Linked DNA regions of Danio rerio: region 2 is linked to region 1. The links are chromatin contacts, called in public Micro-C maps. All regions are on one chromosome and are shown on one strand. Each heading gives the region's core, a stretch centred on a gene start, on an enhancer-like site or on the middle of the called end of the contact. The rest is flanking DNA. Distances are from core to core; before and after follow the strand shown. Region 1 holds the start of ppiaa (peptidylprolyl isomerase Aa (cyclophilin A)). Region 2 holds the start of nudt18 (nudix (nucleoside diphosphate linked moiety X)-type motif 18).

What was found. Hi-C and Micro-C count contacts between places; a contact is called where the count stands out from the background.
Region 2: a contact with region 1 is called in a Micro-C map of caudal fin, with 3 times the contacts expected there. The contact joins the promoter of nudt18 here to the promoter of ppiaa in region 1. A contact is called at or near these places in 2 of 18 Hi-C or Micro-C datasets (caudal fin and hematopoietic stem cells).

What each region holds. Positions count from the first base shown.
Region 1 is chr8:55,495,056-55,498,049 of GRCz12tu, forward strand. ppiaa (peptidylprolyl isomerase Aa (cyclophilin A)) reads right to left here and starts at 1,360. Exons shown (of 5, transcript NM_212758.2): 1 at 1,208-1,360; 2 at 297-327. The coding sequence starts at 1,276.
Region 2 is chr8:55,665,363-55,668,099 of GRCz12tu, forward strand. It overlaps nudt18 (nudix (nucleoside diphosphate linked moiety X)-type motif 18), which reads left to right and starts at 1,414. Exons shown (of 4, transcript NM_001017843.1): 1 at 1,414-1,462.

The DNA of each region.
Region 1 (2,994 bases), core at 110-2,609:
TACCTCACAATGAAGTTTAATTAAATCTATGAATCTACCTTTTTTTTACTTGGCTTATTATGAAACTTAAAATATATTTGTTTTCTATATACTGCATGCTGTCATTGTGCAAACTAACCAGTTTAAATGTTAAATGAGAAAACAATGAATGCTCGGTAATTATGATTACAACTGAATGCTGCAGGAAAAAAGGGAAAATTGTTAAAAACGTCACAAACTTAACATGGTTTTTCTATACGAGCGTAAAAGCCCTTTAAAAGTAAATAAATAGAATTACACAAATGAAGCATAAATACCTGCAGTTCTGGGGACAACGTCGGCTCTCAGCTGTTAAAAAGACAATAAAACATAACATTAAAATCACTGCAGCTGCATTAGGGCATTCAAGTTCATGATCACGCCACACCGCCATTGCTACTAATTAGAAACAAGTTCAGCTCGCTCATGTGACGCACAGCAGCCGCATTCCGTTGAAAAGTGACAGACTCTACTGTAAAACACTGCCCGAGGAAAAACCACCACAGGTCACGAAAAATTAGCCCTAGCAGCGGCTCTTCAACTGCTTCTCGACGCACATTGCAGTAAACCCATAAAGTGGCTACAAAATTAGCTATTTTTAGGACTAGGAGCGACACGCTCAACACACCCAGCCAACAGAATGGCAGAAACGGCTAAAACTATTTGCGCCAAGAACCACCGGGTTCATGAATACGGTAAAACATTAACATGGCTTAAAATAAGAGTACGCTTTATTAGGCAGCCCTTTTTTCTGAACAGCAAAAAAACCACCAAGAACTTATGTTGCCGGTAGCCGCGTTAAAATAAGAAACGTTGGTGTCTAAGAAACGACGAAGATTCGGGGGCAATCGGCGGTGATTGGGCGTTTACACAATGGAGCGCCATTTAAAATCTGTGAACAACTTCTTAGCTTCTAGCTTACAAAAATCACAGGCGTATACATTTAAATTTCAAAGTTTAGTGACCTATCGTGAAATAAACACTTAAAGTTATAATTAGTTTAGTATGAAGGCCAAGCGGTAACAGTGCAGTGAAATTCATTCAGAGGTAACGCTAGGCTAGCGCATGCTGCAATACGGCAGAGCAGCTTCCTCAAAGAAAGCGACTTAACGGTGCACGAAAGAGAGTTACTACAAATGCCTGCACGCACAAAAATCTAATTTATTTACAGATATTAAGTTATTTTTACCTCCATTACCACCCTTCCAACAGGATTGCCGCCGGCGGTCAGATCGAAAAACACTTTGGGCCTTGCCATGGCTTTAGATTCTTTTCCGTTTGCGGGATGCTGTGCTAAAGCGCGTGAACCGTGTTTCACTGGCTGCAGTCGAATAGAGAAAAGACCGGATGAAGGCCGCTAAACTATATAATAACTAGAGGGGGATGTCATGAAGGCGCAGTGGACCAATAAGAGAAACGATGCTTTGAGTGACACATAGATGAACCAATCAAATGTCCCGTTTTTGAGACTTTGCCACAGACATTCGGGAAATGTGATATAGGCTTGTTTGAAACCGCATGTTAGCGAACTGCTGTTGATGTGATTTAATAATCATATTTGTGGAACGGCAGTAATAACAAGCAGGCGCTAACACACGATATTTATCTAATGTTTATATAGTTTTATTCAATGGTTTTCCGAGGTTTAAAATTAACTTAATCGAACAGTAAATCTGTGATATATTACGGTCTGAATGCGTTTTTAATTAACGTGACTTACTCAAGGCCGATACTCCATATTTCTATCCTTGTAAACGATCCAAGATCTAAAATGCACAAATTATATCTTTAGTAATATTTTCAGTATTTTCAGAGCTGCATGTGCTTTTATTGATTAAATAGGCCCATGCAAAGAAGTTTTTAGGTCAAATAAAGTTTATACCTGTGCATATTGATATAATCTACACAATCTGTCGTCTATTTTGTTGGTTTCACTGTTCTAGAATCAGACTGTATATTCCTACATAAATAAGCGAAAAGCAAGTGATTAACTACCACAATTCATTTATTTTCCTTCGGCTTAGTCCAGGGGTGTCTAAAGTCAGTCCTGGAGGGCTGGTTTCCTGCAGATTTTAGTTCCAACTTGCCTCAACACACCTGCAAGGATGTTTCATGAAAGCCTAGTACAGGGCTGTCCAAACTCGGTCCTAGAGAGCCAATGTTCCACATATTTTAGTTCCAACCCCAGGTTAAATATATGAAAGTGGACACAGTGGTACATCAGGATATGTAAATTAATAATATGGTGGAATTGGCAGAAAACAATTTGATTTTATTTTTTATGATTTTTAAATATGACTCTCCAGTAAAAACACTGTATTTCCCATGATTTTAGTGTGCTATTATAAAATTATGCAGCAGTAATATGATATGAAAGTGGGCACAGTGGTTAATTAGGACATGTAGAATAATAATTTGATAAAGTTTGTGGAAAACATTGTTTTTTTTTTGGATTTTTCTAATGACTTTTAGGTAAAAATACCGTATTTTACAAGATTTTTGTATGTTGATATTTATATGTGATTTAAGAAGAGAAAATAAACATTTGTACAATAATAATAATGTTTTTTTCATTAATTTAGCAACATTCCACATGAAAAAGAGGAAAATATTTACAGAAAAAAACACAAATAAACCAATAAAACAGTCATAATTACACAGTAAACACCTAAATGGTAGGTTGTAAATATGAAAGGGAATGTGAATAGTCATGACAGCCGGGTAATGACTTAAATACTATTAATTTTGTTTTAAACTCGCAAATAAAACACAATTACAGCAAAACAAAAGAATAATAGCATAGCCTACATGCAAAGTCATGATCATTATACACCCAAATATGAATAAAAGTGACGATTTTTGATTATCTCTCATGTGAATTCATTTACGCGAATAAAAGTGAAACAAGATTATAAAACTGCAGGGCATTAAACACACGCGTCTTTAATTTGCCGCAAAACACTGAGTAGACGCGCA
Region 2 (2,737 bases), core at 164-2,663, 170 kb after region 1:
ACTTTTTTAATGCATCACAAAGCAACTGACAAACACTCCACTTCAAAGCTGATCTTATAACTTCCACCTCCTCAACTATTGTTAAAGCTGTTGTTGTTTTATTATTAATAATAATATCGAAATTATAATCAGTGTGAATATATTATAGTTATCACGTTTTTCTGCCTACCTCTTGGACTTTTATTACTATTATTATTCATTAATTTTCTTTTCGCCTTAGTCCCTTTAAAAATCCAGGGCGGAATGAACCGCCAACTTATCCAGAAAAAAACTCAACCTCTTGTAAACTCAAAAATAGAAAAGTAGTTCATGTTAACGTGTAAATGAGCTAAATGTGTTAATAAAGCTCTATTGAAACTAACTTAAACCCCAAATGTGACCCTGGTGCAAGTATCATTTTGGCAAAAGCCAAAAATGCATGTAGGTCAAAAGAATTGAATTTTCTCTTATGCCAAAATCATTGTATTGAGTAAGGACCATTAGGATATTTTCTAAATATTACATTGTAAACAAAATTTGCATCGCTAAACACTAGAAAACTTTAAAGGCGAGTTTCTCTATATTTTTTATTTTATTGTAAGCTTGGTAAGCTTAGTTGGTAATAGAAAGTGTAGTTATTCCGATTTAATTCATTCATTAATTTGATTTCAGCAGTCCTTTATTCACCAGGGGTTACCACAGCGGAATGAACCCTCAACCTATTCAGTATATGTTTTACACAGCATATGCCCTTCCAGCCACAACCCAGTACTGGTAAACACCCATACACTCTTACACATACACTATATATATCTATATATATATATATATATATATATATATATATATATATATATATATATATATATATATATATATATATATATATATATATATACTATACTATACGGTGCATGTCTTTGGACTGTGGGGGAAACCCGAGCACCCTAAGGAAACCCTCACTCAGGGAGAACATGCATCTCCAAACAGAAATGCCAACTGACCAAGTCGGGATATCATTAATGTGATGTATAAATCTTAATTACCAAAACCTGCCTTTAATAGTTTCTTGTTTTATAGTACAGGGTAACAAATATGGGACGTTTGTCATGAAAGTAGACGTAGTCGAGTGTAAAGATCGCTAGAGTTGTGTATTGGGACATGGCCATTGTAGCTTGTAGGTAAGGGATAGTCTAAAAATTGGCAGCTACATTTATCTAGTCCTCAAACGAAATTAAACTACAGCTTGTTCTCTTTGTAAAAGCTATTATTTAATTATAGGTAACTAACATTAATCTATTATTTGTCATCAAGGAAGCAAATACATTAAAAAACTAAAATAATAAAGCGAGACTGCAAAAAAAAAAAAAAAAAAAGGGAATTTGACATGACCCCTAGATGAGTGTTCTCGCGAAAGAGGTGTTATCGCGAGACAAGAAGGAGATGTTTTGAGTCTACATGCGTCTGTTTTATGACAACCTGGGTTAGTAAACATTGATGTTTTAATTTAATGTTGTTGTATTAAGTAGTTATTCGTAATAATGCTTTGTCATCTCAGACTATGTAACCTTACGTCATATTTATTTTGCTTTAGGTCATTTTGCGTACAAACACAATGTTACTTTAATGTCGTGTAATAATCAAATGTAGGGGGGGGCATTGTGCTGTACGTTACACTCATAAATAGATTAAATAATTAGATACGTCTTCTGTGGAACTTTGTCATGACATTGCCATGGTTTAATTGTAGTAAATATAATAACAATTATTTCTTGTTGCATAACCCACCATTTTTTTATTTAACTACCACAATGTTACTACAAATGTTGTGGTTAATCTATAGCATTGCATTGATTTGTTTTTACAAGGATTTAACTACAGACACACACACTCACCGGCCACTTTATTAGGTACACCTTACTAGTTGGCTACCAGGTTGGATGCCCTTGTGAACTGCTATAATCCTTCGTGGCATAGATTTATATTAGAAATATTCCTCCGAGATTTTGCTCCATATTGACATGATAGCATCATGCAGTTGCTGCAGATTTGTCAGCTGCACATCCATGATGTGAATCTCCTGTGCCACCACATCCCAAAGGTGCTCTAGTGGATTGAGATCTAATGACTGTGGAGGCCATTTGAGTACAGTGAACATATTGTCATGTTCAAGAGACCAGTCTGAGGTGATTCACGCTTTATGGCATGGTGCGTTATCCTGCCATAAGTATAGTATAGAACTCCATGCCTTCATGTTGTTGAAGCAAAATTCTGACCCTACCATCAGAATAACGCAGCAGAAATCAAGACTCATCAGACCAGGCAACATTTTTCCAATCTTCTATTGTCCCATTTTGGTGAGCCTGTGCGAATTGTAGCCTCAGTTTCCTGTTCTCAGCTGACTGGAGTGGCACCTGGTGTGGTCTTCTGCTGCTGTAGCCCATTCGCCTCAAGGTTGGACGTGTTGTGCGTTCAGAGATGCTTTTCTGCATACCTCTGTTGTAACGAGTGGTTATTTGAGTTACTTTTCAAAACTGAGCTGGTCGGGTTTGGCGATCCTATCCCTCTGCATTTATCAGGTTTTGGTGAGCTTTCCACTTATCAAAAACCTGTTGTTAGAAACCTAGGATTTCAATTCGACAATGATCTGAAATTTAACAAGCAATTAAATACAATTGTTAAATCCAGTTTTTTCCATTTACGACTTGTGGCAAAAGTAAAGTCGTTTCTTTTAATTTTTAATGACCTTGAGGAGGTG